Regions from separate parts of the Mus musculus genome. Here all the other regions are linked to region 2. The links are chromatin contacts, called in public HiChIP or PLAC-seq and Micro-C maps. All regions are on one chromosome and are shown on one strand. Each heading gives the region's core, a stretch centred on a gene start, on an enhancer-like site or on the middle of the called end of the contact. The rest is flanking DNA. Distances are from core to core; before and after follow the strand shown. Region 1 has its middle 32 kb from the start of Nol4l. Region 2 holds the start of Asxl1 (additional sex combs like 1). Region 3 holds the start of Nol4l (nucleolar protein 4-like). Region 4 has its middle 49 kb from the start of Commd7.

Region 1 (4,740 bases), core at 2,064-4,563, 220 kb before region 2:
GTGTCTAAAGGCCTTAGTGCATGTCAGGCCCTGGGTTTTTTGTTTGTTTGTTTTGTTTTTTTAATTTCATTTATGTTTATTTTATGTGTATGAGTGTCTTACCTGCATGCATGGCATGCAATGCCCATGGAGGCCAGAAGAGGGAGTGAGATGCCTTGGAACTGGAATTAATCTCAGTTGTTAGCTGGTAAGTGGGTGCTTGTGAACGGAACCCAGATCCTCTGCAAGAATAGCGCAAGTGCTCTTGATTATTGAGCCATCTTTTCAGCCCCAGGCACTCTTTTTAAATTAGTTTATGGGGCTGAAGAAATGGCTCAGTGGTTAAGAGCACTGACTGTTCTTCCAGCGGTCCTGAGTTCAATTCCCAGCAGCCACATGGTGGCTCACGAGCATCTGTAATGGGATCTAATGCCCTCTTCTGGTGTGTCTGAAGAGAGCAATGGTGTATTCATATATATAAAATAAACAAATAAATCTTTAAAGTAGCTTATTAATGGATTTAGTTACTTGCTTCTTGGGTATGTGTATGTGTCTGAAGCACATGCAAACAGGTAAGACACTTATACATGCCCAGATCCCTTGGAACTGGAGTTACAGATGGTTGTGAGCTACCTAATGTGTATGGGTGCTTAGGAACTGAATCTGGGTCCTCTGAACAGCAAGTACTTTCAAACACTGAGCAATTTCTCCAGCTACACCCCCCTACACCACACCACATACCATTATTTTGGAGTGGCCGGGGGGGGGGGCAGGTCAGGGTTTCTTTGTGCAGTCCTGCATACCTGGAATTTTCTGTGTAGACTAGGCTGGCCTCGAATGCTGGAATTAAAAGCATGCATCATCACCCCCAGCTTCCATCAGCTTTTTGGAGACAGGGTCTCACCATGTAGGCCAGCTGTCCTAGAACTGACCACTATGTAGACCAGGCTATCCTCAACTCAGAAAGATCCCCGAGTCTGCTTTAGAGGGCTAGGATTAAAGATGTGTACCACCACACCAGGTGCCAGATACTCTTTGGTGCCTGTTCTGCCCACCTCTTCTATTTTGCTGCCTGACGCTCAGCCTCATTGACACCTGGATGAATGCGAACCCTACAAATGACTGGTGCTGACTTGTGGTATGCCCTGCTTCACTCAGGTGGCCGTAACTCAAGCTCCAGGTCTCTGTAGCTGCAGTCAGCTCAGGGTTCTCCTGCACTGGTACCCGCTCTTCCTGCGCACACTCAATAGACCTTATACTAGATGGCTAGCTGACCTTAGCCAGGGTCAGCAGGACTCCACCACCCAGTGTCTGCTATCCAGAAGCTGAGAAACAGCAGCCTGCTTTGGGTCTAGGGCTGGCCATAGCCTTAGCTTCTGATCTATAAGATAGAAGAACTGGCGATCTGACTTGACAATTCCCAAGGGCCTTGTCTGTTTCCTCCGTGCCTGCCCTCTGGCTTGTATTCCCAGTTGGCATAGTGCTAAAGGGTGTGGGGCCCGATTTTGAGTTTTGAGTTTTTTGGTTTTTTTAAAGACTTATTTTATTTATTATTTGTAAGTACACTGTAGCTGTCTTCAGACACTCCAGAAGAGGGCATCAGATCTCATTACGGATGGTTGTGAGCCACCATGTGGTTGCTGGGATTTGAACTCAGAACCTTTGGAAGAGCAGTCAGTGCTCTTAACCACTGAGCCATCTCTCCAGCCTGAGTTTTGAGTTTTATGTTCTCCTCTTTTGCTACCCCAGTGATGGGCGCTTGACGCCCATCCCTCTCCTCTCTCCTCTTCTGGATAAATCTCTTCACCTCAACAAGCCTCAGTTTCCCAGTCTGGGAGTGACACTTCCCTCCTTCTGTCCCAGTGTCCAGCTAGTGGAAGGCAGCCTGAGCTGTGGAATGGGAAAGTCATTGGGGGAGATTGATTGCTGTGACTGCAAGTGTGACAGACACCTAAAGAACATCAAAACTGAGATGCCCCTATGACAAAGACTGGGGCCCTAGCCATTTTCGCCACTGAATGGACAGTTGCCCTAGGTTTGTCTGTGCACCAGCCTGAGCTCTCCTTCAGCAGATGTCCCCCTGAGGGGCCCTGGACTGTCTTAGTTAGGGTTTTTGTTTTGCTGTGAAACACATGACTAGAAGCAACGTGCGGAGGAGAGGGTTTGTGTTGCCTCACAGATTATAGTCCATCATTGAGGGAAGTCAGGGCAGGAAGTTAGGGTGGAAACTGGAGGCCAGGACTGGAGCAGAAGCCACGGAGGAGTGCTGCTTAATGGCTTACTCCTCAGGCTCACTCAGCCTGCTTTCTTTTAACCCAGGGCCACCTGCCTGGGTGTAGCACTACTCACAATAAAGCAGGCTCCCTCGCACAATCATCTTCAAGAAAATGTCCCACAAGGCGATCTGGTGGCAGCATTTCCTCCACTGAGGTTCCCTCTTCCCAAACGACTCTAGCTTGGGTCAAGTTGACACAAAACTAGGTGGCATTGTGACCGCGGAGGGGGATGGGAGGGCACGCAGCCTCTCGCCCCTACGTCCTGTTTCCTCCTCCTCCTCCTCCTCCTCTTCCTCCTCCTCCTCCTCCTCCTCCTCCTCCTCCTCCTCCTCCTCCTCCTCCTCCTCTTCTTCTTCTTCTTCTTCTTCTTCTTCTTCTTCTTCTTCTTCTTCTTCTTCTTCTTCTTCTTTCTCTATGACCCACTACCCTGCCCTGCCACCTGCCCTACTTCCCCTGGGACTGCTCCTGTCTCAGGAACTCCTAGATACTAGGATCCGGGCACACCTCCTCTGCCAAGCACCCTCCAAGGTCAGCGGTGCAGAGCACAGTGAGGCCAAGGGGAAGAAAAGCAGTGTCCTTGTGCTCTGCAGCCTTCTGTCCCAGCTACTGTCCCAGAGCCTTGTGCCGCTGTGGTACACCCCACGCTCTTATCACAGGAAACCATCCCAGGGTCTCTTCCCTTAGGCCATTCTGTCCTTCCCTCTACTCTGACCTGTCCTTTTGCTTCTGGCAAGCCTTCTGCGGCACTGCTCCCCCTCCCCCTTTCCTGCTGTCCCCAGACTGGGTGAGGAGACCTCCCCTTCTCTTTAAGAGGGAATTTCTTAATCATATCTGTGCAGGACTGGAGGGGATTGTGTGAAAGGCAAGAGCCCCCACCCCCCAGCTTCCCATGTGCACCAAGCCCAGCTGGGTGCCTGGCGCCCTCTGCGCTCCTGAGATGGGTCTGGGGTAGCTGAATGGATATCCCTCACTACCCTCCACATGGCCACCCAGGGCAGTTAGGAGTCTGTGTGACTTCAAGCACAGCCAGACTGAGCTATATTTAGACACCAGGGCCAGGGCGAGCTTCTGGGGCGGAGGAGGTGGCAGAGCCCTGCAGTGGGGCCCCAGGGGACTCCTCGTGCAGTGGGACAGTCGCTGTGTGAGAGGCCAGAGTCATTACACTCCCACAGGCTCCCCTACCCAGGAAAGGCAGGGACAGCTTCCCTTCGCCCCTGGAGGCTTTCAGGCTGGCTTCATATGCAGCTGGAAAAATAAGAGCCAGTCTGGTTGGTCAGCTCTGAGGCTGGGCTAGGCTGAGGGCAGGAGTTTGGGGGCTCCTTCGGTCGGTTCCTGTTCTGTCGGCTTGTCTTCCCTCCTTTCCTCTTCAGTGGGCACCTAGCCAGGCTAGCTGGGTGTGGCCAGTGGGGAGCCCAGGAGGGGCTGTCCTAGCCTTGGCCACCAGCTAGCTACCCAGCTCTGGGGCGGGCAGGAGGCAGGATGGATGTTCGCAATAATTACCCAGCTGCAGCTTCCTCAGAGCGGCAGCCATAGCAACGGGGCTGGCGCCCCAGCCGCGGCCAAGGGGCAGGGGGAGACATGGGCGCCTTGGGAAGGTCGGGGCGGGTGGCATGAGCCCTAGGCACAGCCCCCAGCTCCCTCTGTTGGCACTCTCACAGGCTCATTCGTCTCTGGGGGCAGGGGAGGAGGCTTTGTCAGCACCAGGAGGCTGGCACAGCCCAGGGGAGTCTCAGGGGAAGCACCATTCCCCTTGCCAGGTGGGACGGTGATAGCAGGTATGGGGGCGGGCGGGTGTGCCCAGACTTCCAGTACTTAGGGCTCAACTGGGCCCGTGCATGTCCCTCTCTTCAGCTGCTAGCCACAGACCCAGGACACCAAATCTAACTACCAACAATGCCAACCCTCTCCAGGAGTGCTACACGCTGTGGTTGCTGGAGCTCCCTTAGGAACGATGTTTATGGCTCAGTCACCCAGGTCCTCTCAAAGAGGCACCACGCTGCCACTGCCTTTAGCAGGATTGGCTCTGTTTGTTTTTCTGTTTTTGTTTTTGTTTCGCCTGTGAGGGGAGGGGCCTTGAGACCACCAAATCACCTTACCCATCCTATTGTAGGAGGTCCAGCCTTCCTTCTTCCCTCTTGTGGAAGCTGTATTAGTGAGGATTGTTTATGTTCATTTTGTAGGCAGGAGAATTGAGGCCAGAGAGATACGAGACTTGTCTAAGTTCACACAGCAAAAAAGCTGTGTGGACTCTTGTCATTGTCTCAACAGTGCTATGGAGTCCCGTTTACCACTCCAAGCTATCTGGCCGTGCTGTTCAATGGTTAGCCAGGAGTTCGGCCTCTGACCTCAGGGGGTTGAGTCAGTTTTTCTGCTCTTTGATTTTCTTCTTTGAAAGCCTAGGATGTAGCACGATGTGTTCCTGTAGACAGTGCAGGGTTTAAAGAAAGCAGAGCGGAGAGTGTGTGTGGCACCTGGCTCGTGGGAA
Region 2 (4,590 bases), core at 1,271-3,770:
AATGTACAACTACACCACAAAGAAATTCCTGTTCAGATTACTATTTTTAACTGAAGAGCCACAGTAGAAAAAGAGAAATAACTTCAGATAATTGAGCTTGAAGGTGAGCCAATGATAAAATAGAAATAGCAACCTTAACCTTGGAATTCAAACCACAGTAAATTTAAGAACTTAAAGAGGCTTAAAATAACAGTGGATTCCAAACTGCCAGAGCCTTTCAATTAATAAGAGCCCAAAGAGCTTTGAGAGGAGAAGATTTCAGAGCTGTCAGGACATAAATAACACAGGATCTGAAGGTACTTTCACCTACCTCTAACAAGTAGGGTTCTGGCAAGCAAATATTCCTTGGGTGCCCAGAGTCATAAACACCTGCACACAGAAACTTAGAACTTCAATGGTCAAGATCCAACAACTTCCATGATAAAATAAAAAAACCTACATTTTAGCTTTCTCCTAAGCTCCTTCAGACTTAAATTTATTAAGAGAAGCATGAAGAAATCATTAAGTTCCAAAAATCATAAATACTAGGCAAAGTTCTAGTTTTGATTGAATCACAGAAGGAAAAATACACCACCTCGGAGTTTCAATTTTCATATGCCAAGCAAAAAATAAACTACATCTTTCACACAAACAATCCCTGTTTCTGTTCCCAGGGTAACAGGAGAAGAGCGATGATCAGGAATACCAGTGGAAATTCTCTGGTAGCTCAAACAGCCATGGGTAAATGAATAACCGGCTTTCACAGACTCTAAAAAAAAAAAGGGTTCACTCTAGATCTTTATCAACCTCCAACACTTTTGAGGCAGACAGAACTCACTTTCCAGTAAAAGGAACGGCTAGAAGAAAGCTGAGCTTCACTCCACCATTAAAACTAAATTATAACAATTACATATAAAATACAGGGCGTCAACACAAAAGCAGGATGCACCCATAACCCTGCACTGTGGCAGTCTGAGGAAGTGACATCTCCGAGAAAAGTATAAACCATTAGAATTGTCACCAGCAACATTTCATAAGAACATGCCTCCGGTCTTTTGGCTTTGTATTTTGAGTCCAAAAGAAAGCTATCGCACAAGTCTACTGAAGCTTGGGAAACAGAAAAGCCACAAATCCTCTGGGCAGGTAGCGAGCTCAAAAACCTATTTACTTTTTTTTTTTTTTAACTAAACCCTCAGAAGGGAAGCCTCAAACAGATACACATTCTTGGCAAAGTGTATTCTGCTCCTCTGCAAACTGCCTACCCCCCATTGTAGTCACAGGGCTCAGTGTGATTTAAATATTCGAGGGTCACCGGCATAACAATCGCTTAAGCAGCTGCCTAAAGTACTGTTTCTCAGAGGAATCTCGAGTTCAGTGTGTTTAAAATGAGCCCTAGTGCCAATGTTTGAAACAAAGTCCCCAGGTATGCTCCCACCGGGCACTCTAGTAGTTTGAGAACCACTACTCAGGGTTCACATCGGTCCTTAGCGACTGCTTTCCGACACACACCTGGTTTAAATTGCCAACGCTCTAAATGCTTCTCGCGTCCTTGAAACCAGGGGCACTTTTCCCACCCCTACGGTGTCTTAGTGACCCACACACCTCTGCCCACGAAGAAGTCCGGGGAAGCACTTCCGACCTTTCCCGGAAACCTAACTCCCCGCAGAAGAATAAACGGGCGCTTTCCCCGGGACCCCCCGCTGCTGCTGCCAACGTGGGGGGAGGGGAGACTGGCGCCCGGGCGCTCGGAGGGGGGAGGAGCCGCTTGCCAGCTCGCCCCTCCGCAGGAATTCAAGGGGTGGGGGGATGCAGAGAAAAGGCGTCCCAGCCTCCTCGGGCCCGGGACCTCGGGAGCTCCACACCCGGGCGGCCCCGCCCCCTGCTGCGGTGGGCAGGGCCTCGCCCCTCCCCCGCCCGGGGAGCCGCGCGGAGCCCACCCCCTACGCCCCCCGCCGCGGCCCCCCGGGCAGCTCGGCTCACCAGGCGCGCGGCCTCGGCCCACGTGCGCTCCTTCTTCCTCTTCTGTTTGTCCTTCATCCTCCTCCTCCGCGGCGGCGGTGGCGGCTCCACGCGGGTCCTTCGGGCGGGGCGGACTGGGGCGGTGGCGGCGCGGGGCTGGGGCGGAGGCGGCGGCAGCGGCGGGGGGCGCGTGGCGGCGGCGGCGCGTGCGAGGGCTCGGGTGCGGCCGGAGAGGGCGGGCGCACCGGGACTGGCTAGAGCGAGACCCCGGCGCGAGGGTGGCGCTGGGGGGAGGGGCGGCGGCGGCTCCACGCGCCCGCGCTGCGTCAGTCGCCCACGGTGGCAGCGGCAGCGGCAGCCCCGCGATGGCTAAGGAATGCGGCGGCTCCGCATAACCACGGGGTCAGAGGTCACGGCTCCGGCCTCCGCGTTCCCGCGCTGCTGGGAAACCCAAGAGCGAACTAGTGGCGGGCGGGCCCGGATGGCGAGACGCGGCTTTCCTTTCGACGCTCGGATGCGTGCGTGTCTGCCGTGGGTATGTGTGTGTATGTGTGTGCCCGCGTGTGTGTGAGAGAGAAGAGTGAGGAGGGGGAGTGTGGGTTTTTTTTTTTTTTTTTTGAACAAAAACAAACCGAAAGGGTGGCTGGGATTTGTAGTCCTCACTGGCTTCCTGGCCTACCCCTCTCCGGAAGAAAATGGCTGCCTCAAGTGCTTGGACCACATTTCCCGGAGTGCCCCGGGCTCCTGTTTTCCGCCCACTTTCTTCCGTACCCCGCTGCGCTCCAAGCACGGTAAAGAAGGGGGCGGGAAGTCGGTCAGAAAAAGATGGGGCGGGGTCTCGCGAGGTTCGGGAACTAGCGGAGGCCTGAGGGTTTCTGGGAGGTGGTGCTGGGAAGGGGCGGTGGCTGGACTCCCCCCTGGCCGCGCGCGCGGTTAACCCGTTCAAAGCTTTTTTTTGATTCTGGTGGCGGGTCCAGTGCGGTTTCGGATCTGGAGTTGGTAGTCTGCTACCCTGCTTCCACTGCACCATCCCCCACCGCATACACAGTTCTCTTCTGGACTTCTGGTGGGTGACAAAAAGCAGGACTTTTCTTTTTGGCCCACCCTTAAATGAGTCAACTGGCGCATAGTAATAAGCAAAGAGACACTCATATCAGTAAAACGGTTATTGCACGATTGACCGACTTAGGTGATTAACCCATTTCCTCTTGTAATACCTCTGTGTGTTTGCAGAGAATGCACCTGCAGTTTCCAGCAGCGTTGCCGCCAGGTGAATTTGATGATCCGATAGTAGGTAAACACTGAAGGTCCATCCACAGAAATCTAAATGCACCTGAGTGTATATTTAGACGCAGTTGCCCGGAGAGAGGTCAAGTCCTAATGTCAGCCAACCTAGATTTAGAATCCTAGTTGTGACTCCTTGACTACTCCTAACCCCGCTGAGCCTGTTTGATCAATGTTAGCATAGTATCCCACAACCTTGATGGGGTACAAATTAGCATGAAGTATCTAGAAGATGGGAGAGAATGTGGAAGATCCTGATATTAGGCTCATGTAATTTGGCTTCTGCTGTAGAATAAATGAGAGCTGTTATTACTACACAGTGGGCAATGGAGCCTCTGTTCCTTGATTGCAGTGACAGGATGATAAGGTTTGAAGCACCCAGAACATTATTTTTCTGTGTTTGTTGGCCCAAAGTACAGAAACATCTCTACAGTCTTGAACTGGATTGATGGCCAGGTTTTACAGTTTTTGAAAGGTTTATGTGGGTAAAAAAACACCCTGTACTCTTGTGGTGTTAGTACACAGGCAGCCAGTGCTGAGACGAAGAAATCACCCAGCAGTCCAACCCTTGTACCTAAAGGACTCAGCGGTCCTTATTAGTGCTCACCCAAGACTCAAATTCAATAAACAGAAACACTCTTCTCATTTCATCCCAAAAGCGAGGGGAGAACTACATCTAAAATTATTTTATTGTTATTGTTTTTGACATTTTAGGTTTTGTTTTTGAGACAGACACCTGACTGGCCTGGAACTCACTGTGTAGACCAGGTTAGCTCTGGACTCAGATCCACCTGCCACTGCCTTCCAAGTGCTGGGATTAAATTAGGTGTATATTAGGACTCTGTTGGTGGGGAGAGAGTTGAACTGAGGACCTCCCACAATCCCTGAGCATATCCTAACACCATTTCACTATTTTTTTATTTTGAAACAAAAACTCACAATATGGACAGGCTGGCGTCAATGGGCTTCTATTGTCTTACCTCTGCCTCCCATTAATACATGTGAGATTAAAATGCATGCCCCACTAACCCTGGCCTTTGGTAGTTTTGCTTATAGTTTTTCAATCTGCAGCTGAGACAATCACCTCTGAGAGGATAGTGGTTCAGATGTTTTGAATTGATCCATAGCTCCAACAAAGCCACACACTTGGAAGGGTTGAATAGGGAAGACTGTAAAATGCAGGCTTTGTGTTTTGTTGTGTTGGGACTTGGGCTCAAGATGCATGGTAGATGCTTTACCACTGTCCTACCTTTCAAGCCCTTTATGTTTTGGGACAAGTTCTTATTAAGTATTGCAGGTTGGCTTGACCCATGGGTGGGGACCCAGAACTCCATTACACTCATTGGAAAAAGGAGCTTTGCAGATCAA
Region 3 (4,639 bases), core at 359-2,858, 180 kb before region 2:
ATTGGCACCTACTGTGTGCCAGATGCTGTACCAGGGCCGGGAAATTCAGGGATGAGTCAGATATGGGCCCTGAGCATCTGGAGACTCTGGCTGGAGGGGTGTGGGGAGCGAGCTGTAGCTCCCACCTGAGAGGGGAGGCATATGTGTGAAATGGTAGCGGGTGTCAGGCAGAACTGAGCCGAAACTCACACCCCATCTCCCTCTTTCTCATGACCTTGAGTAGATCAGGCCACCTCTCGAATCCCGAGGCCCCCTTCTCTAAGATGGGGATGGCTTCACAGCTGCCAGGGCCTGGCACACAATTGTCTCAATGACTCGGGTATGGGCACCTTGGAGTTCTTAGGCAGAAAATGATCCTGTTCTGGGACTCAACTCTTGAGTGATAATGTGTCTGTAAGAGTGGCCTGATGACATGGGGGTGGCCGCCAGGGGACAGCAGAAAGGATAATGCAGTAATTTCTTATGCCCTGATAAGAAAGGAAGGCAGAAATCTTCGAGGATTGACTTGAACCTTTATTTATGCTTATAATTCATAGGGGAGGAGGAAGTTCTACACTGGTCAGATCTGCTCAGGTGGGAGGGGGTGTGAGATCACTAAGTTTATTCTCCAAGGGATTCTAGGCCAAGGTGCATCCGGGAAGGTCAGGCTTCTCAGAATGGGTTTGTGGGTGTGTTCAAGGTCTTCAGAGGCTCAGTGAGGTTGGCACCAGGAAGGCCACCGGACAAGGTGACTTCTATAGGGCCTGGGGCTACCCACCCCCACCTACACTAAGGCAAGGCCGGCCAATCTTGGGGGAATTCAGATGAGGTGGAAGGAGAGAAAGTTTGGGGGTCCAAAGGGTGGTGGCTTGGGGTCCCCCCCCCGGGGGAACATTCCTATTCTGGCACCCATACTGACACCAGAGCGGTCAGGCCAATTGCAGGAGTGAGGAGAGGAGCCTGTCCCACACCGCCAGGGTTGGGCTACCTCGGCTAAGACGACCCAATCGGGGAGGCTGGGGACGCCAGTGTCTGGGCTATGATCTGTGCCCTACTGCCTGCGGGACAGTCAGCCCGTCCCGACAGAGTGCGGCCTTCCAGGCTGTGGGCCGAACCAGCCGGATGGAACACGATCCCTAGCTGGGTACCGCGCGCCTGCCGCTGCTGCCCTCCCGGCCGCTGCGGGTGCAGCAGCCCCCGCGCCCCCAGGGGCCGGGCCGGGCGGGGCTGGGCGCGCGGGCGCGGGAGGGAGGGGGGCGGGCGGCGGCGCAGCCTGCGCCGCTCTAACAGGTGGGATCCCGCGGCGTGGTGGAGGCGGGCGCGGGAGGAGGAGGAGGAGGAGGAGGAAGAGCAGCAGCAGCGGGAGCCCCAGCCGGAGCCAGAGCAGGAGCAGGATGAGCCGCGCAAGCTGACAGCCACCGCTGCCGCCCGCGCCCAGGCTCGGTCTCGCTCCCCGTGCCCGGGGCCGCTCCCCGCCTCCCGCCTCCCCTGGCCGCCCGCGGGGCGGCCCGCCCCCTCTGCACCTCCGGGCCCGGAGCTGCCTCCATCTCTCCTGCATCCCGGCCGGGGGGAGGAGGAGGCGGAGCAGGAGGCGAGTCGGAGCCGCCGCCGCCAACGCCGCCGCCGCCGCCGCCGCCGCCCGAGCAGGACAGAGCGCGCCGCAGCCCCGCGCGTCCGGCCGCCGCCCGCGCCCATCCAGCAGCCGCGCCAGAGCCACACCGCGGGACAGCCCGGGCCGCGGCGCGCCCCTGCCCAGCCCGGCCCAGCCCAGCCCAGTTCCAGCACCGGGCGGCCCGGTGGCCGGCCCGCCCCCGAGGGCGCCGGGCGCGGCGGGAGGATGCCGAAGCCGACGCTGCTGCTGCGCGGGGGCTGGGAGCGCGAGCGCAGCCCCGGGGACTCGGAGCTGGGCCGCCAGTTCCGGGACTGGTGCCTGCGCACCTACGGCGACTCGGCTAAAACCAAGACAGTGACACGCAGCAAATACCAGCGGATCGCCGAGGTCCTGCAGGGTGGCGGCGGGACCGGCGCGGGCAGCGGCCCGGCGGCGGGCGAGAAAGGCAAGTTCCAGTTCTGGGTGCGCTCCAAGGGCTTCCGCCTGGGCAGCGGCCGGGAACCCAAGATGGGCCAAGTGGTGTATGTGCCGGTCAAGACGGGCTCGGTGAGTGCGCGCGCGGCGGCCGCGGGCTAGTCCCGTGGCCGGGATTGGGGAGGGCGGGGGCGGGGTGGGGGTGTGGATGTGTGTCCGAATGGTGTGTTTCTGGGGTTGTCCGTGTGTCTAGCCCACCCGGGGCGTGCGTGTCCCTGCTCACTAGCCCTCCCTGGCCCGCCCGGGCAGCGCTCGGGGTTTGGGGCGTCCCTGCCCCCTCTGCGCCGCTGATCGGGCCATGGCCGTGACGGGCGGGCTGTCCCGGGCTGCTCACCCCAGCGTGTTCTGTCCTCTCGTCCCCTCCCCTCCCCCTTTCCCCCCAGCCAGCAGGCGGCTGCTACGGAGCTCCAGCCTCCCCCCCTCCCGCCCGGAGGCCGCCTGTCCCGGGCGCCTCGCGCTCCCGCCCCCGGGCCGGCTGGGCGGTGTGTGTGTGCGTGTGTGTGTGTGTGTGTGTGTGCGCGCGCGCGTGTATCTATGTGTGTGTGTGTAGGGTGGTGCTGCGGGGGTGGGGAGGCAGGGGCAGCGGCGGGACGGGGAGTCCACTGGGCCTCCCCGCACTAGGGGAGGGGGCTAGCCCTGGCACTGTCGCCCCGACCCCACCCGGCACTGGCCCGGGGAGGGGCAGCCAGAGCCGCAGCCTGGCGCAGGAGCAGCCTCCCAAGGGTGGGTGGGGCGTCCCCGCCGCCCCCCGGGCCCCGCGCTCCCCCCACCCTGGGACGGGGGCGGCATGACCTATTCATCCCCTCCCCTCCCCCGTCTCTCAGGCTGGCCCGGTTGGCGCTGGGGAGGGGGGCGGGTAACCGCAGCCCCGGGAAAGGAGGCTGGTGGCCAGTGGCCGGGCGGGGGCATCCCCTTCGGTTCGGGGCGCCCCGAGAGGGCGTGAGGCTTGGGCCCCGCGGCTCCCCCCTCCGGGACCTCATTGTTCTGCAGAGGGTGGGGGCTGGGGGGGGGCGGCTGCTCTCGGGGCGCTGCTGAGCTTTGAACTTTCCGTTGCCCAGACCTTCGGGTAGTGTGTTCGGTCCCCGGCCCGGTCGGGCCAGCCTAGCTCTCCTCCCCGCCGCCCCTCCCTGGCCTCGCCCGGCCGGAGCACTAGAGCCCGGCCGCCCCGCGCCGGCCTCCCTCCTCCCTGTTCCCCCGCTCCCCCCTCCGCGCTCCTCCCCCGTCCGGCGCGCCCGCCCCGCGCTCAGCCCTGTCCCCGGCCGGAGCGGGCTCTTCACACACAATTGATTCGGTCGTTACGAAAAGTGCACTTGTCCCCTCCCCCTCCGGCGGCCGCCCGGGCCGGGCCCGCGGGGTGAGGGGACCGCGAGGGAGGGAGGCAGGAGGCAGAGTGGAGCCCGAGGCGCCTCCCCCCACCCCCCCGCGCCCAGGGGACGGGGCTGCAGGCCGCGGGGAGTGGGAGCCGCGAGCGCAGAGGGCTGGCGGCCCATCTGCGAGGAGCGCTGATAACCGCGCCGCTGCCGCTGCGGCCGCCAGCAGCCCATCTGCGCCGCTGCCGCCTCCGGCCGGCCGGGTAACAGGGGGCAGGGCCGAGGGGCGCGCCCGCCGGCTTCCCGGAGCGGGAGGGTGGGCCGAGTCCCTACAGCGTGGGTTACGGAACCCCAAATAAATGGACACTCGTCTTCAAACCCAGGGAGTCTGGGTCATTGTCCCCTGCTCCGATGTATCAAGGATCCTCCCCCATCCAAATCACTGTCCATTTGCCCTTAAGGACAGGTGAGCTGTCACCCCTTCCCACCTGCCAGTTTGCGACTTCCACTTGGTTCGTCCCATCACGAGGACCGTCCACCCCCCCATCCCCAATCAAGGTGGCTCTTCCTAGGGCAGCCACCCACCAGACTGTTAGCTAGATCCCTGCCTTAAGCCTTCAGGGCTTCTCCAGGTCAGTCCCCACCTCATCTTTCTCCTGGCTACCTTTCCCAGCAGCTTAGAGTCTTTCCCCAACTCCTTTTCAGACTGAGGCAGGATCCCCAGTCCACCCACTATTGGGGTTCAGGGGAACTCCCACACCTGGCTTGCTGTCTTTCTGTGGGTCACCCACTTCCTTAGGGTGTGGGAATCATGAGATGGTTTGTCCATCCCTTTATTCCACACAGCTGCCAATGCCAGAACACCCCTTCCCATCCACTTGCGGAAGCTGGTGCTAGGCCTGGGCTCAGGTCCTGGGTGAGCTAGCTAGCAGCTTCAGATCTTTCCCGAAGCCCACTCGGTCTACCTTGCTTGCCTTTTACAGCAGGGACCTGACAAGCCTCCACCCTGGCCCCAAGACCAATAATAAACCTTCCCCTAGGGGACCACCTGCCTGGGAGGCAGAGAACCGGGGACCCAGGCCTCCCTGCCCAGGCTGCCAGAGGGATGACAAACACAACAGGCATGCCCTCCTGTGACAGCCTGTTCCTCCAGTTCCCCATGCCGGCTTGCCTAGCCTGCCTGTCCCCAGAGAACCTGTTAGTTACCTGCCACTTGCCTAGCCAGCCAGAGCCAGCCACTGGAGATGCCTAGAGCGTTGCCGCC
Region 4 (5,185 bases), core at 46-2,545, 240 kb before region 2:
ACTGGATTTTTTTTTTCTTTTCCTTTTTAGTTAAATTTGTTCACTTTTGTGGTGCTAGGGATGAGCCTAGGGCCTTCTACATGTCAAGCCAGCACTCTACCCTGGACCCATAGCTCCAGATGTGTGACTGTTTTTTCTCTGATTCCAGACTGGGGTCCCCTGAGAAGTAATGAGTCCCAAGTTCATCTTGGTCTCCTTTGTGAAGCCTAATGCTGAATTCTGTATCCGGCAGCCCATTCCACAGGAGAGTCCCTTCATGAGCACCCCACTCAGCATCTCTAATCACTCTATTTTGTCTTTAGTTTTTTGAGACAAGGATTCCCTGTGTCAGCCCTGGGTGTCCTGGAATTTGCTCTGTAGACCAAGCTGGTCTCCAGCTCAGAAATCTGCCTGTTTCTGCCTCCGGAGTGTTGGGATTAGAGGCATATGCTGCCACCATCCTGCCAGTCACCTTTTTAATTAAAAAAAAAAAAAAACAAACTAAATTTTATCCTTTGAAATATTTTATTGAATTTTACGTGTATGAGTGGTCTTCCTGCATGTATGCTCATGTCTGGTGTGCTGATCAGAACAGGGCATTGGGTCTCCCTGGAATTCGAGTTAAACAGAACTGTGTGTTAAGAGTTGAACCTTAGCTGGGCGTGGTGGCGCACACCTTCGATCCCAGCACTTGGGAGGCAGAGGCAGGCATATTTCTGAGTTCGAGGTCATCCTGGTCTACAGAGTAAGTTCCAGGACAGCCAGGGCTACACAGAGAAACCCTGTCTCGAAAAACAAAAAACAAAAAACAAAAACAAAAAACAAAAACAAAAAACCCCAAACAAACAAAAACAAAAACTAAAGAACAAAACAAACAAAAAAGAGTTGAACCTTAACTTACTCCAGTAGAACAGCCAGTGCTATTTATTTATTTATTTATTTATTTATTTATTTATTTATTTATTTATTTATTTATTTATTTATTTATTTATATTTAGATGAGTACACTGTAGCTGTCTTCAGTCACACACCCCAGAAGAGGGCATCAGATCCCATTACAGATGGTTGTGAGCCACCATGTGGTTGCTGGGAATTGAACTCAAAACACCTGGAAGAACAGTCAGTGCTCTTAACCAGCTGCGCTATCTCACCTGCCCTTCTCATCACCCTCTCCAGGACACAGGCTGCAGCCTTTTGGATTTGGGGTGGGGGTGGGGGTGCATTGTTCTGGTGCCAGGCCAACCAGATGATCCCGGTGCTGGAAGGTCAGAGTGGCTCATAGCAGTCGGAGCTGACTCTGGACTAGTTTCACCTGAGTTGTCTCCTTTGCTGCGGTCTCAGTGGCTCTTCCAGGTGGGGTACAGGTCAAGGCACAGGGCAGCTGCTTCTCCTGCCAATTAACATAATTGGCAAATGAGCCGGGCTTGGACTCTAACTCAAGTCTCTGGGGAGCCACTGAGCCACACCTCTGCCTGGAACCAACTTGGGGCAGGACTGGGTGCTTTGGAGTCTTTTTTCCCTGCTCTGTGCAAAGGTCAAAGGTCAGAGGTCATTTGTTTAACTTTCCCCAGACATGACTGTATTGTTAAGGCTAGAGTGTTTGGGAACTAACTCTCTGCATGTCTGCCTGCCTGCCTGCCTGTCTGTCTGTCTGTCTGTCTGTCTGTCTGTCTCTCTAATAGAAATAAAGCCCCAAACAAAACAAAACAGAAAAGTAGTTAAGATTCTAGAAGTCGAGCCGGGCATGGTGGTGCACGCCTTTAATCCCAGCATTTGGGAGGCAAAAACAGGAGGATTTCTGAGTTCGAGGCCAGCCTGGTCTACAAAGTGAATTCCAGGACAGCCAGGGCTACACAGAGAAACCCTGTCTCAAAAAAAAAAAAAAGTCTTGGTGGCCTTGTTCCTATTACACTTGAATTCAGCAGTGACACATTAGGAATTGGGGTTAAAAGGAGCTCCACGGAGGCTCAACACAGCGCCCGCCCGCAGAACCCACCACTGATTCAGGCTAAGGGCGACAGGCTCTACTTCGCCTCTGCTCGCCTTTATCTGGGGAGGATTTGGGGTGGTGGGAAGGCGGGGGAAGTTGGAGGCAGGGCTGGCCCAAGGTGGGCAGAAGAGATAGGGAAGTGGGGAGGGGGCCGGCCCTCTGGGGAGGGGCGGAGAAGGGAAGGACAACCCAGAACCTGCACAGTGGGAGGCCTCACAGGCCTGGCCCTGCTTGTGGTTGCAGAGCTTCTGGTGCCTTCCATCCTTGCCAGGCAAGATACAGCACCTTTAATTAGCACGCTGTAACCTCTACCGATTCATCACCGGCTCAGTTTAATTAGCCGCAGGAGGCGCCCCTGCCCCCAGTTCTTGGCTGAGCAGCTGCCTCTCTCACTCACAGAGGTGGCCACCACCTCAAAGTGTCCCCTGTCACCCTCCCATACTTATTTCCCTCCCCAGAATGTGGGGTGGACACAGCCAGCTGCCTGGCTGAAACCTCAAGGAGACGGTGGAGCTGCGACCTTTGTACCCATGATGCTCAGCTTCCTTCTCGGCCCCCTCCCAGGTCAGGTTGAGTTGGGTTGGACCAGCTCGGGTAACCTCCAGTTGAATGGGACTGAAGCCGAGCTGTCCCACTGTAAGAGACTGCTTTCCCCTTTGGAAGCTACTAGCGCGCACGCACGGGGGTGGGGTGGGGGTGTGTGTGTCCCTGTCTCGATTGCTCCTGTGCAGAGACAGGCCCTGCATTTTGCTGCTTCCCCACATTTTTTCCTCTTCCTCTTTCTCCTCCCCATGGCTGAGAAGCTGAGACCCGGAGAGGGGCCAGGACTCCACTCTAGATCTTGGGGCTTTGCTGGGAGACCTGAAGTGGACGAAGAGACAGGGCGTGGCAAGGTGGAGCTGGGGAGGATGGGCCTCCAGGAAGCAGGGGACTGGTAGGCATGAGGCCTTGGTGTCAGGCCAGGGGCAGCTCCATACAAGGGTTACGTTATCTGCTCTTGGACAGTAATGATGTATAACAGCCGAATTCAGACAGTACCCCCACTTACCCCCACCAAGTTTTTCTCCTTGAAGATGGCTTCTAGAATGTTTCTTTTCATTTCCTTTTTCTTCAGTGTGGGGATGGAATGGTGGGCATACCCTTGCTTCTCAGGGACTTCTCACCGAGCCACGGCCCCAGACTGGGATCCGGTTCTCTTCTTCTAGGCTACTCTAGGCAGTGCTAGTTTTTTGTTCGGAATCAGGTCCGTTCTCTCCATCTTCACCATGGCTGGCCCTGCCTTCTCTGTAGTCTAGGTTGGTTTTGAACTCCCTAGGTAGCAAAGAGTGAACTTGGACTTCTGATCCTACTGCCTCCTATGAACTCATTCAGTGCTGGGGGCTCTTTTTTATGTGACAGGCAAGGGCTCTTCCAACTGAGCCACACCAGCACTGGTTTTGTTTGGTTTTATTTATTTAGAGAGGGTCTCACTAGGGTAGCCTCTAACTCTGTCCTCCTGGGTACTGAGATTATGGGAATGCACTATCATGCCCCTCACTAAAGGCAGGGTCTCACTGTGCAGCCCTTTGCAGGCCTGGAACTTGCTATGAAGACTATGAAGGCCTCGAACTCACAGAGATCTGTCTCCCCCTCCCTCCTGAGTGCTGACACTAAAGTTATATGCCACCATGCCCGGCTCTGGGTCTTTCTTTCTTTCTTTCTTTCTTTCTTTCTTTTTTTTTTTAAGATTTGTTTTTACTACTTTTGATTATGTGTCCACATGTCTGTAGGTGTGTGCATATGAACACAGGTGCCCACAAAGTCGAGGAACTGAATCTGCGTGGAGCCGGAGTTACAGATGGTTGCAAGTCACCTGATGTGGGTTCTAGAATTTGAACTCAGGTCCTCTGGAAGAGCAGTGCCTGATCTTAACCCCTGAGCCACCTCTCAGATCCTGTCCTGTTGCTATGACAGGAGTTTGTGATGCCGTGGAGCTCGGGCTAGCTGCAAACTTGCTATGGAAGTTGGCTCTGAAGTTGCAATCCCCCTGTCTCAGCCTCCAAAGGATTGTAGGCATTAACCACAGAGCCCGGGCAGCAGAGTCATAACCATAGCATCACTCATCAGGACCTTTGGGCCTCCAGGTGACACTTGCCAGGAAACCTTGGACAAGTGACTTCTCTATACTCCTGCCAGTCCCTCACCAAATATACGCCAAGAGCTCGGCTTTATTTTAGAGTAAACAGAGTCGGCGTAAGTCACTCACTCTAGGCTACACAGCTGATGCAGAATGTGAACTCAGGAAACTCTAGTAACTTGTAAATGAGGGAAATGAGGCACAGAGAGGTTGAGCAACCAGCCTCGGGTCTCCCAGCAGCAAAGCCAACTAGTACAGAGTTAGCCTGACCTTCGACACTCATTACTGCCAAGCTACGTTGCTTTGGGCAAGTCACCACAGCTCCTCACTGCAGCAGAGCCCCAAGCAGTTAGAATTGGGGATGTGGGCCTCCCATCTTGCCCCAGTGGCTGCTCTTGGAGGTCAGCAGGAAAGATATCACCAGAAGAGCTGGTGAGTCCCTGAGGAGAAAGAGTAGAGCGTCTGCCTGCCCCAAATCCCTTGGCTACTCTTCTTGCCTCTTCTACTGTCCCTCTGAAGCTGGGAGCCCAAGGTCTCGGTTCTGGATACTGCCCCACTGAGGGCAGGGCTGTCAAGAACAGCGGAAGGGGCTTCTAGCCCTGTCCCCCGTGTGGAATCTGTTTCTCCTGCTTTCTGCTAGAGCTGTCTGGGTAGTCCCACATTTTGTGTGTCTGAGACAGGGTCTCATGTGGTCCAGGCAGGCCTCAAGTGCCCTACATAGTAGAGGAAGACCTTGAACTTGCAGGGTTCTAAAATGCCCTTAGATTCTGAGCAGAATACAGGGCTGGAGTCTGTCACAGGGGGCAGCCAGGACGACAGAGAGCTTTGGGTTTAGACAAATTCAGGCCAGGTTCTCTAGGAAGGCTTCCTACTGGCAGGGTGACCTTGGACAGGGGACCATGTCTCAGCCTGCTCAGAGCACTGATAGATACTATCTGCTTACCCTGACCCCGGATTAAAGATCATGAGTTGCCATGGCCAGATTCTTCAGGGCCTTGACTGACAAAACCAAAGGGGCTTTTGTTTTTTTTGTTCTTTTAATTGGAGCCCCTCCCCCTCTTCTTTTTGAGACAGGCTCTCTGTAACCCAGGCTGGCCTTG

The links. Hi-C and Micro-C count contacts between places; a contact is called where the count stands out from the background. HiChIP or PLAC-seq counts read pairs in DNA pulled down with a chosen protein or histone mark.
Region 1: a contact with region 2 is called in an H3K4me3 HiChIP or PLAC-seq map of the 230-238 cell line, with 14 read pairs. The contact joins the enhancer-like site here to the promoter of Asxl1 in region 2. A contact is called at or near these places in 1 of 39 promoter capture datasets (fetal liver) and 4 of 115 datasets of contacts at active chromatin or transcription factors (the 230-238 cell line, embryonic basal ganglia and fetal liver).
Region 3: a BATF HiChIP or PLAC-seq map of CD8 T cells shows a contact between it and region 2, with 9 read pairs. The contact joins the promoter of Nol4l here to the promoter of Asxl1 in region 2. A contact is called at or near these places in 3 of 39 promoter capture datasets (the HPC-7 cell line, fetal liver and hippocampal neurons), 4 of 484 Hi-C or Micro-C datasets (the G1E-ER4 cell line, embryonic stem cells and pre-megakaryocyte-erythroid progenitors), 2 of 115 datasets of contacts at active chromatin or transcription factors (CD8 T cells and pancreatic cancer cells) and 2 of 9 other capture datasets (adipose tissue and liver).
Region 4: a contact with region 2 is called in a Micro-C map of the G1E-ER4 cell line, with 2.4 times the contacts expected there. The contact joins the enhancer-like site here to the promoter of Asxl1 in region 2. A contact is called at or near these places in 2 of 39 promoter capture datasets (fetal liver and hippocampal neurons), 6 of 484 Hi-C or Micro-C datasets (the G1E-ER4 cell line, cerebellar granule neurons, embryonic stem cells and 1 more), 10 of 115 datasets of contacts at active chromatin or transcription factors (the SCID.adh cell line, embryonic basal ganglia, embryonic forebrain and 6 more) and 3 of 9 other capture datasets (adipose tissue, liver and pancreatic islet).

What each region holds. Positions count from the first base shown.
Region 1 is chr2:153,559,939-153,564,678 of GRCm38.p6, reverse strand. No RefSeq gene overlaps it. Among named protein-coding and RNA genes, the nearest start is that of Nol4l, 32 kb to the right of the region's middle. Within about 2 kb of position 3,313, at least 171 of the 459 cell types and tissues checked have an H3K27ac peak or open chromatin away from gene starts, as enhancers often do. A contact at or near this core is called in the 230-238 cell line, embryonic basal ganglia and fetal liver, where this site is marked.
Region 2 is chr2:153,343,760-153,348,349 of GRCm38.p6, reverse strand. Asxl1 (additional sex combs like 1) reads right to left here and starts at 2,520. Exons shown (of 13, transcript NM_001039939.2): 1 at 1,960-2,520. The coding sequence starts at 2,016. 2500004C02Rik (RIKEN cDNA 2500004C02 gene) reads left to right here and starts at 2,540. Exons shown (of 2, transcript NR_040318.1): 1 at 2,540-2,729.
Region 3 is chr2:153,526,940-153,531,578 of GRCm38.p6, reverse strand. Nol4l (nucleolar protein 4-like) reads left to right here and starts at 1,608. Exons shown (of 11, transcript NM_001134300.2): 1 at 1,608-2,137. The coding sequence starts at 1,817.
Region 4 is chr2:153,580,776-153,585,960 of GRCm38.p6, reverse strand. No RefSeq gene overlaps it. Among named protein-coding and RNA genes, the nearest start is that of Commd7, 49 kb to the left of the region's middle. Within about 2 kb of position 1,295, at least 42 of the 459 cell types and tissues checked have an H3K27ac peak or open chromatin away from gene starts, as enhancers often do. A contact at or near this core is called in the G1E-ER4 cell line, the SCID.adh cell line, embryonic stem cells and 2 more, where this site is marked.